2 separate regions of the Ovis aries genome follow, and region 2 is linked to region 1. The links are chromatin contacts, called in public Hi-C maps. All regions are on one chromosome and are shown on one strand. Each heading gives the region's core, a stretch centred on a gene start, on an enhancer-like site or on the middle of the called end of the contact. The rest is flanking DNA. Distances are from core to core; before and after follow the strand shown.

Region 1 (7,253 bases), core at 1,305-3,804:
TGGGAGGAGAAGGGAGAGAAAGGAGCCTCAGTGAGTGGAAGGGAGGAAGACCAGACCACAGTTTCAGAGCCTGACTCCCAGCAAACCTCATTTAAGACCCATCTGTGGAAGGAGGGACATTGACAGCTCAGCAGAGAAGAGTCTGGGGGGAGGGTAGCTGGGCTGACAACCATTCCTGTAGGAGTAAGAGTTCCTGTAGGTCAGAATTGGTAAGAAGAGTCCATGCTATATTAGGCGAAGTTCTCCTGGACAGGAGTAGGGAAATGAATGAATGAATGGTCCTGGCCAAGCCTAGCTCAATCAATTGAAGAAAGTTCTAAACGAGGGAGGGGAGTGTGTTCAGAGACAGGAGCTGGGTTAGGGTGGAGAGAGGAGAATGCCAGGCCAGGTGGAACTAGGGAGGGAGGGAAAGGTCAAAGATTAAAGGCAGCTAGGCTGGGGGCAGGTATGTCAGACCCTTCCATGCAGACGTAAGGACAGTATGAGGGTAGGGACTGGGGGAGCAGGAATCTGGGGAGATTGTTAAAGAAAAAAAACTGGCACCGGGGACCCTGGGGTGGGCCTACAGTGGACAGACACCACTGCACAGAGACCGGGCTGATTGGATCCTTGTGGGGCTAGGATGTGGCCTCATCATGGGGAGAAAAGATTACAGCAGAAATGGGGTCAAAGAGGTCCTGCATACCCTTTGCCATCTGGCCACCTAGAGTTCTCTATTTTTGGCCTCCAGCCTTTGTCCTACTAGTTCTCTTCCCCAGGAATGTCTTCCTGCCTGAGGGAGAACTCCTATTCATCCATCAAAGCCCAGATGTAAGAGCACTTCACAGGAGTCTTCCTGCCTCCCTGCCCAGTACTCTATACACTTTTCCACCTCAGTGTGGCAGCACATCTCTCTGCCAAGATGTCGATGGATGTCCACCTCCCCCTGGAGGCTCTCAGCTCCGGACCCCACCATTTTCATTCTTGGAACCTATTTCCCTAGTGAGCACCCTAGGGCGGGGGTTAGGGAGACGGAAAAGAGGACTGTGATCAGATGCACCCAGAACACAGAGTGGAAAGAGGGTAAAGACTCGGGACGCAATGGGTGTCAGAAGAACCCGTGGGGACCAGGAGCCGCCTTCTGACTGTTGAGGAAAGGGAGCCTCTGGGGGGCGCCCGAGACCTTGGTGTCTGGGACCGCGGGTGGCCGCTCCGGCGGCCCCTCAATGAATGACTCAGCCACTACCTCTGGCGGGGGTATGGGGGCGGAGGATGGCGCGGAGCCGGGGGGAGATTGGTGAACGCGGCCCCCACGGCCCAGCGGCCCTGCGCGGTTGCTAAGCTTTCCAAGGCCTCGGAGAGACGCGATCTGGGCGAACCTCATCGGTTACCATGGTAACTCTGCGCCCCAGCCTCTCGCGCTCGGCGGCTGAGGGAGGCGCAGCCAATCAAAAGCTGCAGGCGTTCTTGGGGACCCACTCCTACCCACCACGTGTGGGCGGGGGTCAGGAGGTGCGGGGAAGAGGCGGAGCGTGGGCTGCGGAGGCCCACTCAGCCGCTCAGGCGCTGGCTGCCGGCCTGATGTGCTGGGGCGGCGCGGGGACACTTCCGGAGTTAGCTGTGCAAGCGCCCTCGCTCCAGCGCCTGGTCTCCTCCCTCCTAGAGGGGGCGTCACCTGAAAGAACTGGACCTTCACGTGGGGTGCAGGACCTTGCGGGGGATCCCGGGCTGCAGGCCCTCCTGTGACTTTTCTCTCGAGGAGGTCGCTCAAGCTGGTCGTCCCTCAACACAGCTCACACGGGAAATCTGGGGGCTTGGGTCGCTTCTGTGGGACCCCCAAGAGGCTCTGTCCAGCCATTTCCAGTCACCTTTCCTGGGTTCCATGTAGAGGCCTGCAAGTTCAGGGTGGGGTTTTGGGTACCACCTCTGCCCAGGTCATGGAGGGCTCTATATGGCAGTACCCTGAGTATGACAGAAAGCCGGTTCTTGGACTCCAGAAGGGACAGGTGTGCGTCTGCAAACATGCACGCTCACGGGTGTCAATGCATGGAGAGGGTCTGGGTGCAAACGGGTCTATTCTGTGCATACCTATCCCACGTGGCTGAGTGAGGTTGGGTGTATTGGGGGGCCGGTGTACAAATGGAGAGTGCCATCCAGGGATATCTAATGAGAGACCCTTAAGAGCTTGTCTATCTTCTTCCTTAGGATTTCGGAAGCCTCCTCCCTTCCACTGCCCCTTCCTTGAAGGCCGGACTTATCTGAATTGGGACAATGTCAGAATTTAGAAATATGTACACAGGAACATTCAGCTCAAAACCCCGGTTTTTGTGGGGCTCGAAGGTCCGGGGCTGGGGCCTCCAGGTGGACACATCTGGAAGGCTGAATCTGAGAACGGGCCCCACTCCTGGGTCCACTTCGGCATCTGCGAGCCTCCCTCCATCTCAGGTGCGCAGGAAGGAGGCCGTGGCTGTGCCGCGCAAAGTACCGCACGGCCGCGAGGTGGCGCCATAGCTGCAGCAGCGCCCGCCGGCCCGGGCCGCTCCAGATAAGAGTGTGCGGAAAGCGCGGCGGGGCTGAGACGCGACCAGGACGCGGGGAGGACGGACCAGCAGGACAGACCGACCGGGGGCCCGGCGGGCGGAGGGCAGCGCAGCGCAGCCACGTCCCCCCCTGGATCCGCCGGCAGCCGGGCCCGGGGCTTCCGACATGCCCCCCAGGTGGGTCCTAGGGCTGGGGACGGGGGAGGGACAGGGGACCCGAACAGCCCGGTCCTCGCGCGCTGGCCGCCTGGGGCGCATCCTCCGGCGCTGGCGCCCCCAACGCGGCTGGCGTTCAGGGCTCCGGGTGTCACCCCTAGAGGACTCAGGACCGCCGGGCCGCTGCTCTGCGCCGGGTTCACGGCGGGGTCAGCGGCCCGGGGCCGGCTCTGCCCGCACATGGGCTGGAGAGGCGAGGGGAAGGGAAGGGGAGCTGGCGGGCGGGGCTGGCAGGGGCGCTGCCCTGGCACAGCGCGGCGCCTGGCAGCGGGGCGGGTGGGGCGCCGACTAGGAGCTGCCACCGCCGCGGGGAGGGAAGCCCGGCCAGGCTGCGGCCGCAGGTAACGGGCCGCGCGCGAGGCCCTGGGGACTAGGCAGCGAATGGGGTCGGGCGGGCGAGCGGACGGCCGGGGTGCTCAGGGCTCGGTTCAGGCCCGGCGGCCGCTTGGCAGCCGAAATTGGGGGCCGAGAGGAAAAGCTGGGAGCCGAGGGACTGGGGCTGGCGCGCTCCTCCCGGCCTGTCTGAAGTTGGGAAACTTTTCCCCAAGTTTGGGGCGGCGGAGTTCCCGTGGAGAAGGGGCCGAGGGGAGCCGGGGAGGGAGGCGCCGGGCCCGCGAATGCAGAGCGGAGGCCGAGGCCGGGGCCGGGACGCGGGTGGGGCGCAGGCCAGGGTCAGGGCCGCAGCCGGCTGTATGCCGTGCCCGCCCGGGGCGCTGCCCCCTCCCTCCCCTGGGAGCTGCGTGGCTCCCCCCTCCCCCCCACCTGCTTCCTGCCTCAGCCTCCTGCCCCGATATAACGCCCTCCCCGCGCCGGGCCGGCCTTCGTGCTCTGCCCGCCACGGCAGCCGCTGCCTCCGCTTCCCGCGCCACAGCCGCCGCCCGGGGCCCCAACCGAGGGTCTGACAGCCCCCGGCCAGGGCGGCGGCACGGCGGGCACCGCATTGCCCTCCTCCGGACCTCTTCCCCCAACTGGGGCAACTTCTCTGGAGGCGGGAGGCGCTTTTTCACTCGGCTCCCTTGTATCCCACTTGGGCAAACTTCTCAGCCCTGAATGACTTTTCCTGAAGCGGACATTTTCCTCAAATCGGGTAACTGTTTCCACAAGGGTCGCTTCGCCGGAACAGTTTTCTCCTCGGAAGCCCCCAGAACCCAGGCAGAGTGCCCGGCTGCATCCGGGCCTGGGGGTGCCGGCCAGCCTGGCCTCCTCTCTGCCGGCTGGTCTCGGCTCCTTCTTCTGGTCTAGGCCGGCCGGCCCAGGCGCCCACTCTTGGAGGCCGCGGATTCTCCGCCAGTGCCCAGGCCGCCGTGCTCTATGCCCCTGCCCCTGCCCAGCTGAGGGGAAGGGGAAGTGCAGGGGAGAAGCGCTGGGCTGGGGGCAGGCAGCCAGCGCTCGGTGCGGCTCTGACCCCGCCGGTGTGTGTCCCCGCAGGAGAGTGTGCTGGGCAGACGATGCTGGACACGATGGAGGCGCCCGGCCACTCCAGGCAGCTGCTGCTGCAGCTCAACAACCAGCGCACCAAGGGCTTCTTGTGCGACGTGATCATCGTGGTGCAGAACGCCCTCTTCCGCGCGCACAAGAACGTGCTGGCGGCCAGCAGCGCCTACCTCAAGTCCCTGGTGGTGCACGACAACCTGCTCAACCTGGACCATGACATGGTGAGCCCGGCCGTGTTCCGCCTGGTGCTGGACTTCATCTACACCGGCCGCCTGGCGGATGGCGCGGAGGCTGCGGCGTCGGCCGCCGTGGCCCCGGGGGCCGAGCCGAGCCTGGGCGCCGTGCTGGCCGCCGCCAGCTACCTGCAGATCCCCGACCTCGTGGCGCTGTGCAAGAAACGCCTCAAGCGCCACGGCAAGTACTGCCACCTGCGGGGCGGCGGCGGCGGTGGCGGCGGCTACGCACCCTACGGGAGGCCGGGCCGGGGCCTGCGGGCCGCCACGCCCGTCATCCAGGCCTGCTACTCCTCCCCGGCCGGGCCTCCGCCGCCGCCCACCGCCGAGCCGCCGTCGGGCCCCGAGGCCGCTGTGAACACGCACTGCGCCGAGCTGTACGCCTCGGGCCCCGGCCCAGCCGCCTCGCTCTGCGCCCCGGAGCGCCGCTGCTCCCCGCTCTGCGGCCTGGACCTGTCAAAGAAAAGCCCGCCGGGCTCCGCGCCTCCCGAGCGACAGCCAGGGGAGCGAGAGCTGCCCCCGCGCCCAGACAGCCCTCCCAGCGCCGGCCCCGCCGCCTACAAGGAGCCACCGCTCACCCTGCCACCGCTGCCGCCGCTGCCCTTCCAGAAGCTGGAGGAGGCCGGACCGCCTCCGGATCCGTTCCGAGGTGGCGGCGGCAGCCCGGGATCCGAGCCCCCCGGCCGCCCCGACGGGCCCAGCCTCCTCTATCGCTGGATGAAGCACGAGCCAGGCCTGGGCAGCTACGGCGATGAGCTGGGCCGCGAGCGCGGCTCCCCCAGCGAACGCTGCGAGGAGCGCGGCGGGGACCCGGCCTCCTCGCCTGGGGGCCCTCCGCTTGGCCTGGCGCCGCCGCCGCGCTACGCGGGCAGCTTGGACGGGCCTGGCGCGGGCGGCGACGGCGACGACTACAAGAGCAGCAGCGAGGAGACGGGCAGCAGCGAGGACCCCAGCCCGCCCGGCGGCCACCTCGAGGGCTACCCGTGCCCGCACCTGGCCTACGGCGAGCCCGAGAGCTTCGGCGACAACCTGTACGTGTGCATCCCGTGCGGAAAGGGCTTCCCCAGCTCGGAGCAGCTGAATGCGCACGTGGAGGCGCACGTGGAGGAGGAGGAGGCGCTGTACGGCCGGGCCGAGGCGGCGGAGGTGGCCGCGGGGGCCGCCGGCCTCGGGCCCCCTTTTGGAGGCGGTGGGGACAAGGTGGCCGGGGCCCCAGGGGGCCTGGGCGAGCTGCTGCGGCCGTACCGCTGCGCGTCGTGTGACAAGAGCTACAAGGACCCGGCCACGCTGCGGCAGCACGAGAAGACGCACTGGCTGACGCGGCCCTACCCCTGCACCATCTGCGGGAAGAAGTTCACGCAGCGCGGGACCATGACGCGTCACATGCGCAGCCACCTGGGCCTCAAGCCCTTCGCGTGCGACGCGTGCGGCATGCGCTTCACACGCCAGTACCGCCTCACAGAGCACATGCGCATCCACTCGGGCGAGAAGCCCTACGAGTGCCAGGTGTGCGGGGGCAAGTTCGCCCAGCAGCGTAACCTCATCAGTCACATGAAGATGCACGCTGTGGGCGGCGCGGCCGGCGCGGCCGGGGCGCTGGCGGGGCTGGGGGGGCTCCCCGGCGTCCCGGGCCCCGACGGCAAGGGCAAGCTCGATTTCCCCGAGGGCGTCTTTGCAGTGGCGCGCCTCACGGCAGAACAGCTCAGCCTGAAGCAGCAGGACAAGGCGGCTGCGGCCGAGCTGCTGGCTCAGACCACGCACTTCCTGCACGACCCCAAGGTGGCGCTCGAGAGCCTCTACCCGCTGGCCAAGTTCACCGCGGAGCTGGGCCTCAGCCCCGACAAGGCGGCCGAGGTGCTGAGCCAGGGCGCACACCTGGCCGCCGGCCCCGACGGCCGGACCATCGACCGTTTCTCTCCCACCTAGTGCGCCTCTGGCCTCCGTGTGGCCCCGGGCGCGCCCCCCGGCGGCGCCGGCGGCCACCAGCAGGCGGGTGCCCCCCACCTCCGCATGCCCGGACGACAGTAGCAGCCGCGGCAGCGTCGCCACAGGGTCGGCGGCCTCACCTGGCCTCACTGCTTTGTGCCTTAGCCCGGGGGTGGGGGTAGGGGGGGGGGAGGAAACCCCGGGACGGGGGTGGGTTGGGGGAAGGGAGATTTATATTTTTGATATCAGCTTTGACCAAAGGAGACCCCCGGCCCTTCTCCGCCTCTTCCTGTGGTTCGTCGGCCCCCACCTCCCGGCTCCGTGCTGCTCTTGTGGGGGGAGGGGTGCCACTGTTGGGGCGCTCCCAGCCCTACCTCCGGCCCTTGCGACCACACCCATTCTCACTGTGAATCTCCCCGCTGGGGTCGGAGCGTTGGGCAGAGCTGGGAGCGGGGAGGGGACTGAGCCGGCCGGAGGGCCCCCCCGCCCCAGCCCCCGCCCGCCCCGGGACGGATAATGTGAAGTTCCTCATTTTGCACAAGTGGCACTAGCCCCAGGGCTCACCTTTCCCGCCCTCTGGAGTCAGAGGGCTGAGACGGCCCTGGCCTACCCGGTCTCCCACGCCCGCGGTGGTCCCCCCTCCCTTCCCTGGGGCCCCGGACCATATTTATTGCATGCGCCCTGGGCGGCCCCCCACCCCGAGCCCAGGCTGGGCTGGGCTGGAACGTGGTCTCTTTAGCTCCCTCCTCCTCGTTTGTATATTTCCTACCTTGTACACAGGCTCTTCCAGAGCCGCTTCCATTTTCTATACTCGAACCAAACAGCAATAAAGCAGTAACCAAGGACCCTGGACCCAGCGGCTCTCTTTGCCCTGCACAAGGAGCTGGGTGGGGCGCACGGGGGTGGGTGCTGGGGCTAGAAGCAG
Region 2 (7,253 bases), core at 3,420-5,919, 160 kb after region 1:
TGGGAAAGAGTTGAAAGAAATTTTAGAAAAGCATACTATACTTTTACAAGGAGATTTTTATATATTACTTAAGTAATAATTGTAAAAGTTTTACACAAGAAGCAGCAGCAGTAGCAGCAACAGAGAAAGAGGCGAGAAAGCATAAAAAGATGGCAATTTATAACAGTGAAAAACTGGAAGCAGCCTAAAACATCCAACAACAACAGATTATTAAGATGGCATATCCATACAACTGAATTCTATTTTTTAGAAGCTGTATTAGATTTTTTTTAAGTTTAATATATATTAACTGAAGACAGTTTTAAAGTAGTTTAATGTGATCCCTTTTATAGATATTTATAAAAAATAAATAAGAGAATGTACGTGTGTGATGTTTGGAAGAAAGATAAAAATATATATCAAGTGTTAACGGTGGATAGTTATCTCTGGACAGTGAGAACAGGGATAATTTTTTATTTCTTCTTTTTGCTGGGTTTTCTAAATATTTTACAATGAGCACTGTATACAGTAAAAAGATTTCCCCTACGATGGACACTTCTGGCTTTTGTATATAATACATTTCTAGTTTTAAAAAGTAAATCAAGACACAAACATAATATTTTTAACAATTCGAAGTCCAAAATAAACACATGAGTCTTTGAATTCCAAGAGATCTTGAAAGTGTGCAAAGAGCATGACTCGGCAAGCACGTAAAAAACTAAAGTGGCAACTTCAACCTAGGCTACAATGGGAAGCTAAAGTATTCTCTTCGTCACAAGTCAGAAGTCTACAGATGGCCGGCTTGCTGACCCCCTCGGAGGAGTCCAAGTGCGGGTCCACTGTGCTTCTCCCTGGGAGACCCAGTGTCCGCCAGGAGCCACACAGCACTCCCGCCTGGTTCCGTTCCCTGAGCCCGGGAGGACTCTGGCCCTGTCTTTTAAAACTGTATGATCACTTGTAGGATGTGCATTTCACTGGCTGAAGTGATCGCTTTCTGAAGGGATCTCGAGAGACACCTCGTCTCCTGTGAATGGCAGTTTCAAGAAACCAAACTCTCAGACAGTGCTGGGACCAGACCCGGGAGTGACTCAGGCAATGACTAACGGGGCAGGACCCAATCTCTCAGATACTGGGGAACACAGCTGGCCTGACGATATTCTCTGTGGAAAAGAATAAGGCTCCCTAATTTTTCTTACCATCTTGATTTTTAAAAACTGTACAAGATAGGAGCAAACCAATAGCAAAATCAAACCAAACAACTCGGCCGTGTGACAGGGTAGCCACGAGAAACAAAAATCACAGGGCTATAGGACATAAGGACTGTAACAGAGCTTGGAGTGCATCTGTTTAAACTACTGATAAGGAAACCAGAGCCCACAGACACTCTGACTCGTTCCCTCTTCGAGGTCTTAGAACTAGTCAGCAGAGAAAAACAAACTCTTTTTGGCACCTGATTCCATCAAACACTTGGAATTTCTTTTTTTGCCGGCTGCTGAGAGAAAGGAGACTGGTGTGGCACACAGTAGGCCCTCAACTACACACGGATGCAGCAGGGAGCACAGGCCCAGAGAAGACGAAGGCTGGGAGGGCCACGCTGCCGGGGCTTTTCTCAGCAGGCAGGCGGGACGGTGGCTGTGTCTTCAGCTGCTCCCCATTACAATCTCCTCACTCTTAATTCGTTTTCAACGCCTCCCACATTTCACATCTTCTTGGTAATTAGGCAGCAGTCCATGTTGCTGTGTGTGGCTTGGGCTCATTGCTTTTCTGGTCTTACAGACTTCTATAGTTTGGGGCTTTTTTTCTTTCCAATAGAAAAATTATTGCTGTTTCTCTGCCTTCCAGAATAAACATGGGGCTCAATTCTCTTTTCACCTCCAAGAGAGCACAAGAGGAATACTCACCGAGGGGCTGAAGTGCCTAGAATTTACATGCATTTTCCTCATGTGAACACTACTACAACTCAGTGTTCATGAAGGTGGAACCAGACCGGCCTTATCTTTTTGCCAACAGAGTTGGTTATATGCAGGAATGGAAGAGATCTTGAAAAATAATCTGGACCACAGGAAACCACCTCTGACAAATGAGATAATCTGCTCATTTTTCAACAGAGAAGAAAACTCCTGAACACCTTCCCTCTGTGAAATTTTCTTACATATAACCCAAACCTCTCCAGCTGCAACATAAGCCTATTTTTCTCTTGCTGTCATCCCAAAGAAATCAAAACTATTTGCTTATGACTCTAACAGTTAAACACAGTTAGGGTACCCCCAACAGCTGTCTCTAAGTAAACCTTTGGTTATCTTATTTTTTAAAGATCCATTTATCTTCTCAGAAATCATTTCTAGCTTTTTTATCATTATTGAGACTCTTTTCCAAACTTCCTCCAAAATATATCTAAACATGAGAAATTTAAAAGGGAGAAAAATAGGGTTTTAACTAATGCATAATCTGAGTTTATATACATATATAATATGTATATTATATATATATATATCCTAAACATTCCTATATTCTAGACCAAGATTTTTAACTTTTTTAGTCCCAGAAGTTTCTAACAGAGCTGAGAAATGCCTGTGGCAGTGGTTCTCAATCAGGAGCAATTCTGCACCACAGGGAACATTTGGCAATGTCTGGAGACATTTTAATCGTCACACCTGGGGTTGAGCGGAAAGGATGCTACTGGCCTGTAGTGGGTAGAAGCTTGGGATGCTGCTAAACACAGGACAGCCCCTACAATTAAGAATTATAAGGTTCAAAATATTAGTAGTACAGAGGTTGAGAAATCCTGCCTTAGAGCAAACATGGTGCATAAACATTCAAAGGGCAAACAGAGCAAGAGGAAAAATGGAGAGAAGATACTGACAGCAAAGGCAGTAAAGGACAGATTTTTTTTTTAACGAGAATTTTTAAAGAATAAAGAGATGAAGAATCACAGCACCTATTTCAAGTGTAGTACAATAGTTTTTTTCCGTTATGATGTGCTATTGTATGAAATAATATCATCTTACCCACCCTGAAACTGCAGCTTCACATTATTCACTAGTGACTGGCCTGGGTCTATGATGACCCAACAGAATTCAGGATTCCTTCTCTCCAGTCTTTTGCAATCTACCCATTTCTTGTAATGATTCACTTATTCCTACAATAACTATTTACTGAGCACCAACTACATGCCAGGCACTAGGGTTACAACAGTGTTGAGCAAAAACTCCCACCAGAGTAGAGCTGACGTGGGGGCAGGGTGGGGGGGGTGCTGCCACTGAGCTGCCTAGCTTCCTTCGCTGAGTGGATTACTTTACGCGTATTTCTGCTAGCAGACAGGCCTCTACTGGCACCGCTCCAAGTTTTCCAAGTCATTTCAAGACTACGGCCATCCTCGTCACTCTTGCCCAGGTTGATGATACGTGAGTATGTAAAAGGCACAGTTTCTAGTTCACCAACACGTTCAACAGTGTCCCTCCGAACAGGACGAAGCCTTTCAGCTTCTCCCACTAAGGAAACCTTCTAGAGCGTTAAGAGATAAACTTACAAGGTTATGACAGAAAGCGAAAGGGAAACACAACAACTGGGGCAACTGGAGTCTAAAACAAGCACCTCAAAGGGTAGTTCTCCAGAAAACCTCCAGCTCAGAACGCATTAAAATGCAGAGAAGACTTGCGGGCACCGCCACCTGTTCCTCTCCTGGAGTGACGAAGCACTCAGCACAGGGGCGCAGGCTTCACAGTCAGGAGAAACTCTGACCCACCGAAAGAACACTCGAAACGTGGCCTCTTCCCAGAGACTTAAAGCGCTAAGCGACAGGGTCTCCCACACATCACCTTCCCTGAGATTTATCTGGAAATCCATGGTGGCCAGTGAAACCACAGCCAAGTCTCAGCATTGACTGAGCTCAGCAGCATGGCGCCAGAAACTGAGCCCAGAAGGAAGGGGTATGGTTCAAAGAGGGAGAAACTGTCGGAGGAAAAAAAAATCACTGTCCACTCTTTTTCCCTTCTCCTTAAGGGGAAGTGAGTAGATAGTATTTTCCCCCAAGGAGGACCCCTGGCAGCTGCACCCTGGGACTGAGCATGACTTCCTTGAGGAGCTCACTAGGGGCTGAGCCGGAAGGCAGAGGAAAGAGAAACCCAGAGGGATAAGGGGTGGGGGGTGGGAAAAGACTGTAGTTAAAAGGGGGTTTTAACAAAGGTAGGGAAAGGGGAGTGGGGGGGGGGGGAGAGAGTAACATTTCCCAAACTTCATGAGCACAGGAGGAGAGTGAGTGGAGGGAAGGGGAGGGAAGGTGGAGGCCCCTAAGAATTCACACCCTGTGCCCTCAGTTACAAACACAGTCTAGTTGCTAACAATATTAAATTCCAAAATGACTTGTAATGTAGGAAAATAAAATAAACATCCTGCACACTTACCCAATCCGGGTAAACAGCTTCCCATGGGCATGGAGAAAACTGAGGATGAACCTTTTGTTCAGCTGCATGGGAAAAAGAGAGAGGAGAAAACAATTAAACTTTCCCCAGTTTCCTGTTACTGAACAGAGTCCCTAGTGACACAATAACCTGGCCAGGGTCTAAGGGGTGGGCACTAGGGATGGGAACCAAATGAACATGCCCAAACTCTCACACAGACCCAGAGCCCATGCCCAACAGCTGCTGCTCAGCTGAGCCAAGAGGACAGCAGGCTCAGTGAGGAGACAGCACCCCCTGCTGGCAGCAGTGCCTGAGTGCACAGGGCGAAGCTCAGTACCAGCCAAGCTGCACAGAAAGTGAGATGCCTCTCGCCCTCTGCCATCTACAAGTCACTCTGGCCTCATACAATGAAAATGAAACAGCGACAAGGGCAAGACAGGAATAACGATGATCCTGCATAAGTCCATGCTCTTACTTACGAGCTGTTTTTCTACCTACCCCAAAAGCAAAATTCTTCTTTGGAAACCAAGGGTAAGGAAAGCCACCACTAACTAGCTCACCAAATTGTACTTCTCTGGCTTTTAAAACCAAAGTTAAAATCTTTCTCTTTTTTCTTCTTTTAAATAAAAACTGAGTGCTGGTTTTTTATGTGAAATCCTCTGGCTTTTAAATGTTAGCTACTAACAACAACAACAAAAATTTAAATATTAGGCAAGCCAAAAACATACATTTGCCAGCCATATCTGGCTCACATCCATAAGTCACCAAATTTGCAACCTCAATTCAAGGTTCTAGAAAATCTACTTCTATCAAAAACTAGGAGAGAGACTCTTCTGAGCAAAACAAGGGAGGGAAAAAAACTTCAAAGACAGTAGGAGTAATCTCAAAATCAAACCCTATCATCCTCCCTGGTCTCCTGGAAGAAATGTGCTCAGGGCCTTGTAGCCAGACACGAAGAAGGATCAAGAATCCCTCAAGAGTGGGTGCTTAGGACAAGGAACGGTCCAGCACCCTGGATGCTCTGCCCAAAAGGCTCATACTCTTGCAAAAAAGAAAACCAATCAAATTGTGGCAGTGCCACCAATTTCACACGGAAACTGAATGTGAGGAAAGGAGGGCATTCTCACCTCACCAGCGACTTCAACCACAAACTGCACGTAATCTTCAGTCTTTCAGCCTTTATTTTTGCTTAAACGAATTACATTTAATCAGCAACACCAGATCAAACACTGAATTCTGGAGTTAAAAAGGATACTTTACGGAAGGTAACCTGTCTCTATAGAGAGGCGAGTCAGGACTGGGGGGACACTGGGTTCCATGAACAGAAGGGAAAGATGAGGACCTGCTGCAAAACGAATGGTCAATGGTTCTGCCATGATTAGCGGCAAGGCCTGGGCTAGAATGCAAAGGAAGGTAGTGGAAACCCACCCCTCAAACCTCTGCCACTTACCTGCCTCGGGGTCTCAGGCAACAGATGTAACCTCCCTAAGTTTCCCCTTTTACACGATTGAGATACAACAAGTAGAACCTCCCAAAGATTTCTCTTCTACACAACAGAGATAACAGTGCCTCCCATGCGCAGCATGCTGTAAACACTCAACTGTCAGCCAAACATCCTCTCCCGATGAGCAAGTGGTAAAATGTTAATAACTGGGGAAACCAGGTGAAGCATATACAGGAGTTCTTTGTATTATTCTTATAGCTTTTCCATGGGTATAAAATTATTTCAAAACAAAAAGATAAAAATACATATTTCTCTATTCCTGTTTTAACTCAACTGTCCCTTTTTCCAGCTGTCAATCATAAACTGGTTAACTCATCCATAACCACTTATATTTATACATACAAGGTCATTAGATAAACAGTATTAACCCATCTCATTCAAGCCAGTTATGATCCCCCAGCCGCAACACAGCTCAAAAACTGAAGCAACTTAAACCAGTACATGGCAGAGTTAGAACCTGAACCCAGGTCTTCGGACTTCAAAACAGTTCTCCTCCCCTTCAACTGCCGTCTGTCTCAGGAAGAGAACTGGTGAGCTTATTCATGGAGGGCTGATGAGGGAAGAAGAACTGAAAGAGTAGTTCAGTTTTATCTTCAAATTTTCCTTACTGATTAGGCAGGAAACATACTGCGTGACCCACAACGCCTCCTGCAATAGAATGAGGGCACCACGGGGTCTTTCAATACTGTGATTCTAGCTACGTATTTCCCAAAGACCTCACCCTCAGGGTAGCAGATGACTCCGACTTAATTACCTGAGTTCACACCTGCCATTAGTGTATTTTAACTGTATCCAGTAGAAAGCGGATTTCAATGCATTGTTTCTCAACTAGTGATAGTGAAGGGAATCTTAGCAAACTCAAACTACACACACATTCTCTCTGACCTTGGTTAATGAGAACCACTGCTTTATTTTTAGTCTGAAAGTACCTGCTACCCTAAATATAGTTTCTCTCTATTTGTCACCAACATTCTGAGCAGGAAAGGAGCTAAAATGTAGATACATTCTAGAGAGAGGTAAAGCATGCTATTCTGAGGAAGTAGATTTGTTACACGTTGATTAAAATGGGACTAAGCCTCATCGAAGATATCAACACGAAGTCAGCAAGTGCTGAGGCAGAACTTTAGGACAACTTAACTGACACCAAGTCCACAGGAAGGAAGGTCTCAGTCTGAGCTTCCTCTCTCTCCAACACATCACCCTGGACTGGCCTCACGTTTTGAACTTCTTGACTCTTAACAGGGCACTCGGATGGTCTCCTAGGTGGAGAAAGAACCATTTCTCCTCGTATGGTGAGACTATCCGCCTCCAGATCTTCCTTGTGCAATTATATACTGTTCACCAGAAACCAAAAATGCTTCTTGGGTGTA

Evidence for each region. Hi-C and Micro-C count contacts between places; a contact is called where the count stands out from the background.
Region 2: a Hi-C map of blood shows a contact between it and region 1, with 7 times the contacts expected there. The contact joins the enhancer-like site here to the promoter of HIC1 in region 1. A contact is called at or near these places in 14 of 16 Hi-C or Micro-C datasets (blood, hypothalamus, liver and 7 more).

What each region holds. Positions count from the first base shown.
Region 1 is chr11:22,963,164-22,970,416 of ARS-UI_Ramb_v3.0, forward strand. It overlaps HIC1 (HIC ZBTB transcriptional repressor 1), which reads left to right and starts at 2,555. Exons shown (of 2, transcript XM_027975136.2): 1 at 2,555-2,696; 2 at 4,164-7,173. The coding sequence starts at 4,184. The coding sequence ends at 6,328.
Region 2 is chr11:23,119,127-23,126,379 of ARS-UI_Ramb_v3.0, forward strand. It overlaps SMG6 (SMG6 nonsense mediated mRNA decay factor), which reads right to left. Exons shown (of 19, transcript XM_015098571.4): 9 at 4,383-4,444. Among named protein-coding and RNA genes, the nearest start is that of SRR, 49 kb to the right of the region's middle. Within about 2 kb of position 4,670, at least 9 of the 54 cell types and tissues checked have an H3K27ac peak or open chromatin away from gene starts, as enhancers often do.